Regions from separate parts of the Sus scrofa genome. Here region 2 is linked to region 1. Evidence: chromatin contacts called from public HiChIP or PLAC-seq data. All regions are on one chromosome and are shown on one strand. The core of a region is the stretch at or near the end of the contact, and the rest is flanking DNA. Distances in the headings are between cores, read along the strand shown. Region 1 holds the start of POLDIP3 (polymerase delta-interacting protein 3). Region 2 holds the start of RRP7A (ribosomal RNA-processing protein 7 homolog A).

The links. HiChIP or PLAC-seq counts read pairs in DNA pulled down with a chosen protein or histone mark.
Region 2: an H3K27ac HiChIP or PLAC-seq map of skeletal muscle shows a contact between it and region 1. The contact joins the promoter of RRP7A here to the promoter of POLDIP3 in region 1. A contact is called at or near these places in 1 of 5 promoter capture datasets (liver), 1 of 47 Hi-C or Micro-C datasets (embryonic fibroblasts) and 2 of 2 datasets of contacts at active chromatin or transcription factors (alveolar macrophages and skeletal muscle).

What each region holds. Positions count from the first base shown.
Region 1 is chr5:6,173,032-6,175,744 of Sscrofa11.1, reverse strand. It overlaps POLDIP3 (polymerase delta-interacting protein 3), which reads right to left and starts at 1,302. Exons shown (of 9, transcript XM_021091426.1): 1 at 1,128-1,302. The coding sequence starts at 1,186.
Region 2 is chr5:6,207,213-6,210,033 of Sscrofa11.1, reverse strand. It overlaps RRP7A (ribosomal RNA-processing protein 7 homolog A), which reads right to left and starts at 1,539. Exons shown (of 8, transcript XM_021091431.1): 1 at 1,408-1,539. The coding sequence starts at 1,480.

The DNA.
Region 1 (2,713 bases), core at 53-2,552:
GTAGTGGATGGATGTATGTGTTGAGGGTCGGGGGATAGTAAGGCAGAGACTCTATTTTCTGGTCACAGGCACTTTTCATAAACATCTACTGAGTGAATGACTGTCTGAGAAAACAGTATGGAACAGCCTGGCCGTTTACAAGGACATCCGAGCTAATTTTCCGTGTGCTGGAAAACTCTGGGCCAAAGCTCCCACTTTTCCATACGGGTGAACTGGAGTTCTTACAGGCTGGAAACGACGAACCGTACTCGAGGGTCTAGAGGAGGGCGGTCTCAGAGCTGCACGTCGTCTCCGGGGCTCGCCACCCAGATACAGAACCGCCTTTTCTGAGCACCATCAGCAAACAGCTACCCTCCAGCCCCATCTCCCTTGATTTTCTGCCCAAGCCTGAGGCCACCTCGGCCAGCTCAGAACGCGCCTTCAGTCCCGGTCTCAGCCCTCCGGGACTTCGGGGCAGTCACTCCACCTCTCCCAGCCTCCAGCGCCCTGTCTGCAGAACGGGGAAAGCACGAAAGGCTGGCCGACAGGACGGCCAGAGGAGCTAATGAGACCGTGTGGGCCCGAGAGCGCTCAGACTCGGAAATACCGCTCCCGGGAGGGGGGGGGCGGTGTAAACAGACGCGAAGCCGGCGCAGGACTTGGAAACCTGGACCAGCTCTGGGGCTGGGGCTCGGCTTCGGCAGTAGAGACCGGCAGAGCCCGAGCAAGCCACTGCCCCGCCAAACTTCGGTCGTCCTAACTTCAAGGCCGCGCTGGGATCGCGGAGCAGCGCCGGTCTCCTCAGAGGAGGGGCTGCGCCGGGGCGACCCCGGGAATCCCGGGCCGCGGGGGACGGCCCGTCCCTCCGCCCCCCGCGCCGCTCCCACCAGCCCCGCAGCGCGGCCCCTCGGCGGCTGCGGCCCCTCCGGCCTCCCTTGGCCCGCGGGAGCGACGGCACCTCCAGCCAGTGGGCGGCCTGGCGGCCGGGCCCGCGGCGGCGGCGGCGGCGGCGCGGCCAATGAGGAGCGGGGCTGCGGCAGGGGGCGGGCGCAGACGGCCCTCCGCGTCGCGCCCGGGCCGCTCCCTCTTCAGCGCGAACCCCGCGAGGACTCAGGCCCTGAAACCCGAAAGGAGAAAAGGCTACTCACCGCCCCTTCGCAGCAGCCCCGCGCTTCCGGATGAGCTCGTCCAGGGAGATGTCCGCCATCTTGCACCGCCGAGCAGGCCGCGAGCACCTCAGGGTCCCTCGGCCCCCGAGCCCGCCCCTTCGGCCGCTGTGGAGCAACTAGCGGCTTCCGGCGTTCGGCTGACGAACTCTCGCGACAGATTAGGCCGAGCAGGGGCCGGAAGAGGCGGGCCTCTCCCCGTGAGCCTTTGCGAGGCCAGCTTCTGATTTGCATACGGGGGGTCGTATCCCTGTCGTTTCCTACCCTCTCCGAGGACCAAATAAAATACAAGGAGATATGAAAAACTAAATGAGTAAGACAAACGTCAGCGGGATGAAGTTCTCGGTTTAACGGTCAACTTTTATATTCACCGTATGGCTAATGAGAATGGGATTCCTTACCTAGGAAGTATGGACGTTTACATTTTTATGCCTTAAACTTATGAGTAAGGAAAATAACGATTCGGGGTGACGCCCGAGTCCTCACTGCTAATGTGAGACGAATTTTTGAGCGGGTAAAGGTCGCCCCTAAGGTGACCCGCCTACTTTGCGGGATGCCTGGGAGTTGCGATCTGCCCGTCCCCCTTTACACTTGAAAAGCAGACCAACTTTGACGAACATGGAGGATTAAGTAGTTGTGTGTTATTAGATTTCCTGAACTCGGAACTGATTCGTTTTTTGCTTTGTTGGGGTTGAAAAAAAAAAATGGCAAGTAGGGCGGAAACTGTAGACACTTTTAGGCTCTGCGGTCTTCAGAAGCAAATCGCGTCACCTTTCTGTGCCTCGTTTTTCCTGATCTGGAAAGTCGGGCAAGTAACAGGCGGTTGCGAGGATTAAATGAGGTGCTCGCCACGTGGAATTGCCTTTTCCTTGATGCAATCGCAGCCTCCACTTCTGACCCCGGCATGAGGTAGGTGTTCAGTATGTCTTTGTGGAGTCAATAAAAAAATACGTGCAACCCCTTTAGAACGGTGCCAAGCATGGACTTCGTGCCCAGTGAGTTACTACTGCTGTTATTTACTAAGTCCAACGTGCTCTTGACAGACTATCCCACCATGATGAAAAATCTGGCATCAGAAAGGCCGTGGAGAAATGAGCTGGTAAGGGCGGAGGGTCTGGGATTGGGCCCCCGCCTGAGGAGGGGAATCCAGGTCCCCCTGCGCAGCCGTGACCGGGCGCGGGCTGGTCCTCCTTGTCTCAGCAGTAAAGTAGGACCCTTGAGTGCTCCCTCCTAGAGGTGCAGAGGCCAAGACCCAGTGCCTGGCGGGAGGAACCAGGAGGGACCAGGGCGCTGCAGAAGTTAAGGCCTATCACGCCTTCACACGAAATAAATGAAGTATAGAGAAGTCAGTTAAAATTTTTTCTTAAACTACTGCAATCGTAGGGTGGTTAGCTGCTATCATTTAATTCTCTGATTGTCAGTGGGGCGGCCCTTTGCCAGGGGCATTTCGGAGCTTTGTGGGGTGTGTTTGGTTGTCTGGACAACATATCCAGCCACGTGAAGGCGGGGACTGGGGCGGGACAGCCCTCTGGTCCTCCCAACGCTGCCAATACGCCAGGAAGGCAGGG
Region 2 (2,821 bases), core at 290-2,789, 34 kb before region 1:
AAGCAAATATTAAAGCTTAGACCAGAATGACACAAAGCCCTGTAACAGGGCAGAGGTGAGGAGCTCTGAAGAAGGCACAGTAAGTACAAAAACCCTGAGGATGTAAAGAGCTTGTTGCCTCAGAAGGGCAGAAAGAGGAGTTCCCATCGTGGCGCAGTGGTTAACGAATCCGACTAGGAGCCATGAGGTGGCGGGTTCGGTCCCTGCCCTTGCTGAGTGGGTTAACGATCCGGCGTTGCGTGAGCTGTGTGTAGGTTGCAGATGCGGCTCGGATCCGGTTGCTGTGGCTCTGGTGTAGGCGGTGGCTACAGCTCCGATTGGACCCTAGCCTGGAACTCCATATGCCGTGGAGTGGCCAAGAAATAGCAACAACAAAAAAGACAAAAGACAAAAAAAAAAAAAAAAAAAAAAAAAAAAAGAAGGCAGAAAGAGCTGTAGGTTAGCAGGTGCCAGAATATGAGGGGGCCAGCCACACAGGTCAATGATGTGAGGTGTGGATTTTGTTTTAGGTACTAACTTTAGCCACTGGAGGGAGTTCAGTGAGCATGGGGGGCATAGTTTGCGAGGCAAGCTCTGATGTAGATCTGATTTAAATCTTACTTTAAGGGAATTCCCTTGTGGCACAGCGGGTTAAGGATCCGTGTGTCACTGCCGCGGCGCGGGGGCGCGGGTTCGATCCCTGGCCTAGGAACTTCCACATGCTGCATGCTCGGCCCAGAAGGGAAAAAAAAATCTGACTTTAAAAAGAACATTCTGGAGTTCCCGTCGTGGCACAGTGGTTAACGAATCCGACTAGGAACCATGAGGTTGCGGGTTCAGTCCCTGCCCTTGCTCAGTGGGTTTAACCGTTGCCGTGAGCTGTGGTGTAGGTTGCAGACGCAGCTCGGATCCTGCGTTGCTGTGGCTCTGGCGTAGGCTGGCAGCTACAGCTCCGATTCGACCCTAGCCTGGAACCTCCATATGCTCGGAGCAGCCAAGAAATGCAAAGAAAAAAAAAAAAAAAAAAGAACATTCTGGTTCCCGGGTGAAAAAGAGAAGGCAGGCACAAGGACAGAAACACATACTGGCCCAGGTGAGAGCCGAAGGGGACTAGGAACTGCAAAGAGGTGCAGGTAAGTGGAAGTCGCGCACCTCAGGAGCAGAGTGTAGACAGACACAGGTTCGCCCTGTGAGAGTGTGGACAGAGGTAGATTCACTTAAGGGAAGCGTTAACCACACCAGACTGATCTCGGGCGAGTGGAGCCAGCCGAGAACAGAGCGCCGCGTGGGTCTTGTGGGGCCGCGGCCTCACGACCTTTCGGGCCTTTACGTGCGGCTGCTCCTGGGGGCCGCGAGCCACTGCCGACCCCAGGCCTCTTCCCGGCGAAGCCTAGCCATCCCCTGGCCCCGCGTCCCGCAGCCCCTCACCTGAGTAGCCGGGCGGGCTCAGAAGCCCCTTCTCAGGGTCCCGCGCTGCACGCTTCCTCCTGCGGGCCACCATCTTGTCGACCGGAAGCCGCGGAGGCCCCTGGGAGTTGTAGTTCGGCGGTGGGAGGGACCGTTTCCAAGACGACGGCGCCGCGTGGGGCCCCGCCCTCTCCATTCAGGCCCTCCTCTCGTGCAAACCTCTATCCCACGCCGCCCCAATGTCCCAGCTCCCTCTGGTTGTGCCGGTTGTGCTCGCAGGACCCAACCTTCATTTGCTTGGGAAAAAGTGAGCGCGTGAATGTGGGAGTAAATGGCGTAGACCAGGGCCGTTCAAAGGTGCGATCTCAACTTTCATTTACTCTTTCATCCATTCCACAAATAACAGTGAATGCACTCGGGGGAGTTCCCTGGTGGCTCAGCGAGTTAAGGTTACGGCATCATCCCTGCTGTGACTCAGGTTCAATTCCTGGCTGGGGAGCAGGCACAACCAAAAAACCCCCAAATCTTTCAAAACCAAAACCAAAACCAAAAAACAGCCTTCTCAGAGTTTACATTCTAAAGAAACTATAAACACATGAAGAAGTAAACTATAAAGTACCTGGTGTCATGCAAAGTGCTGAAGAGAAAACCGAAGGTGGAATGGGGAGTGCGGTAAAGAGAAGCGCTGTAATTTTAAATTAGAGGAGGGGAGTTCCTGCTGTGGAGCTGTGGGTTATGGACCCAGTGGTGCCGCTGGGATTCTATCCCTGGCCAGCGAACTTCCATATGCCCAAAAAACAAACGAACAAAAAACAAGGTGATGACCTCACTGAAGCGACATTTGAGCGGCTACTGAGGAAGGTGAGGGAGCAAGGTGTTCATTGGAGAGAGTCCTGGGCAGAAGGAACTGGCAAGAACCACTGGAGCCTACCTGTCACGGTAGAATCAGGAAGGAAGCACAGTGGGCCAAGCTCAGAGAGGATCGGGTAGACCCCCAGAAGCACTTTATTTTTATTTTTTGTCTTTTTAGGGCTGCACCGAGGCATATGGAGGTTCTCAGGCTAGGGGTCGAATTGGAGCTACAGCTGCCGGCCTACACCACAGCTACAGCAATGCAGAATCTGAGCCACATCTGTGACCTACACCACAGCTCACGGAACGCTGGATCCTTAATCCACTGAGCGAGGCCAGGGATGGAAGCCGCCTCCTCACGAATACTAGTCAGGTTCGTTAACCGCTGAGCCACGACGGGAACTCCCAGAAGCACTTTAATTGCTAGTGAGTGTGATGGGGGACCGCTGCGGGATCTTGAGAGAGGAGTGATGTGTAAACAGTCGCTTTAGCTGCTGAGTTGCAATTAGACCGTGGAATGGCCAGGGTAGCAGCAGGATTTCTTAGGACACCATCGCAATAATCTAGAGGAAAGAAGATGGCT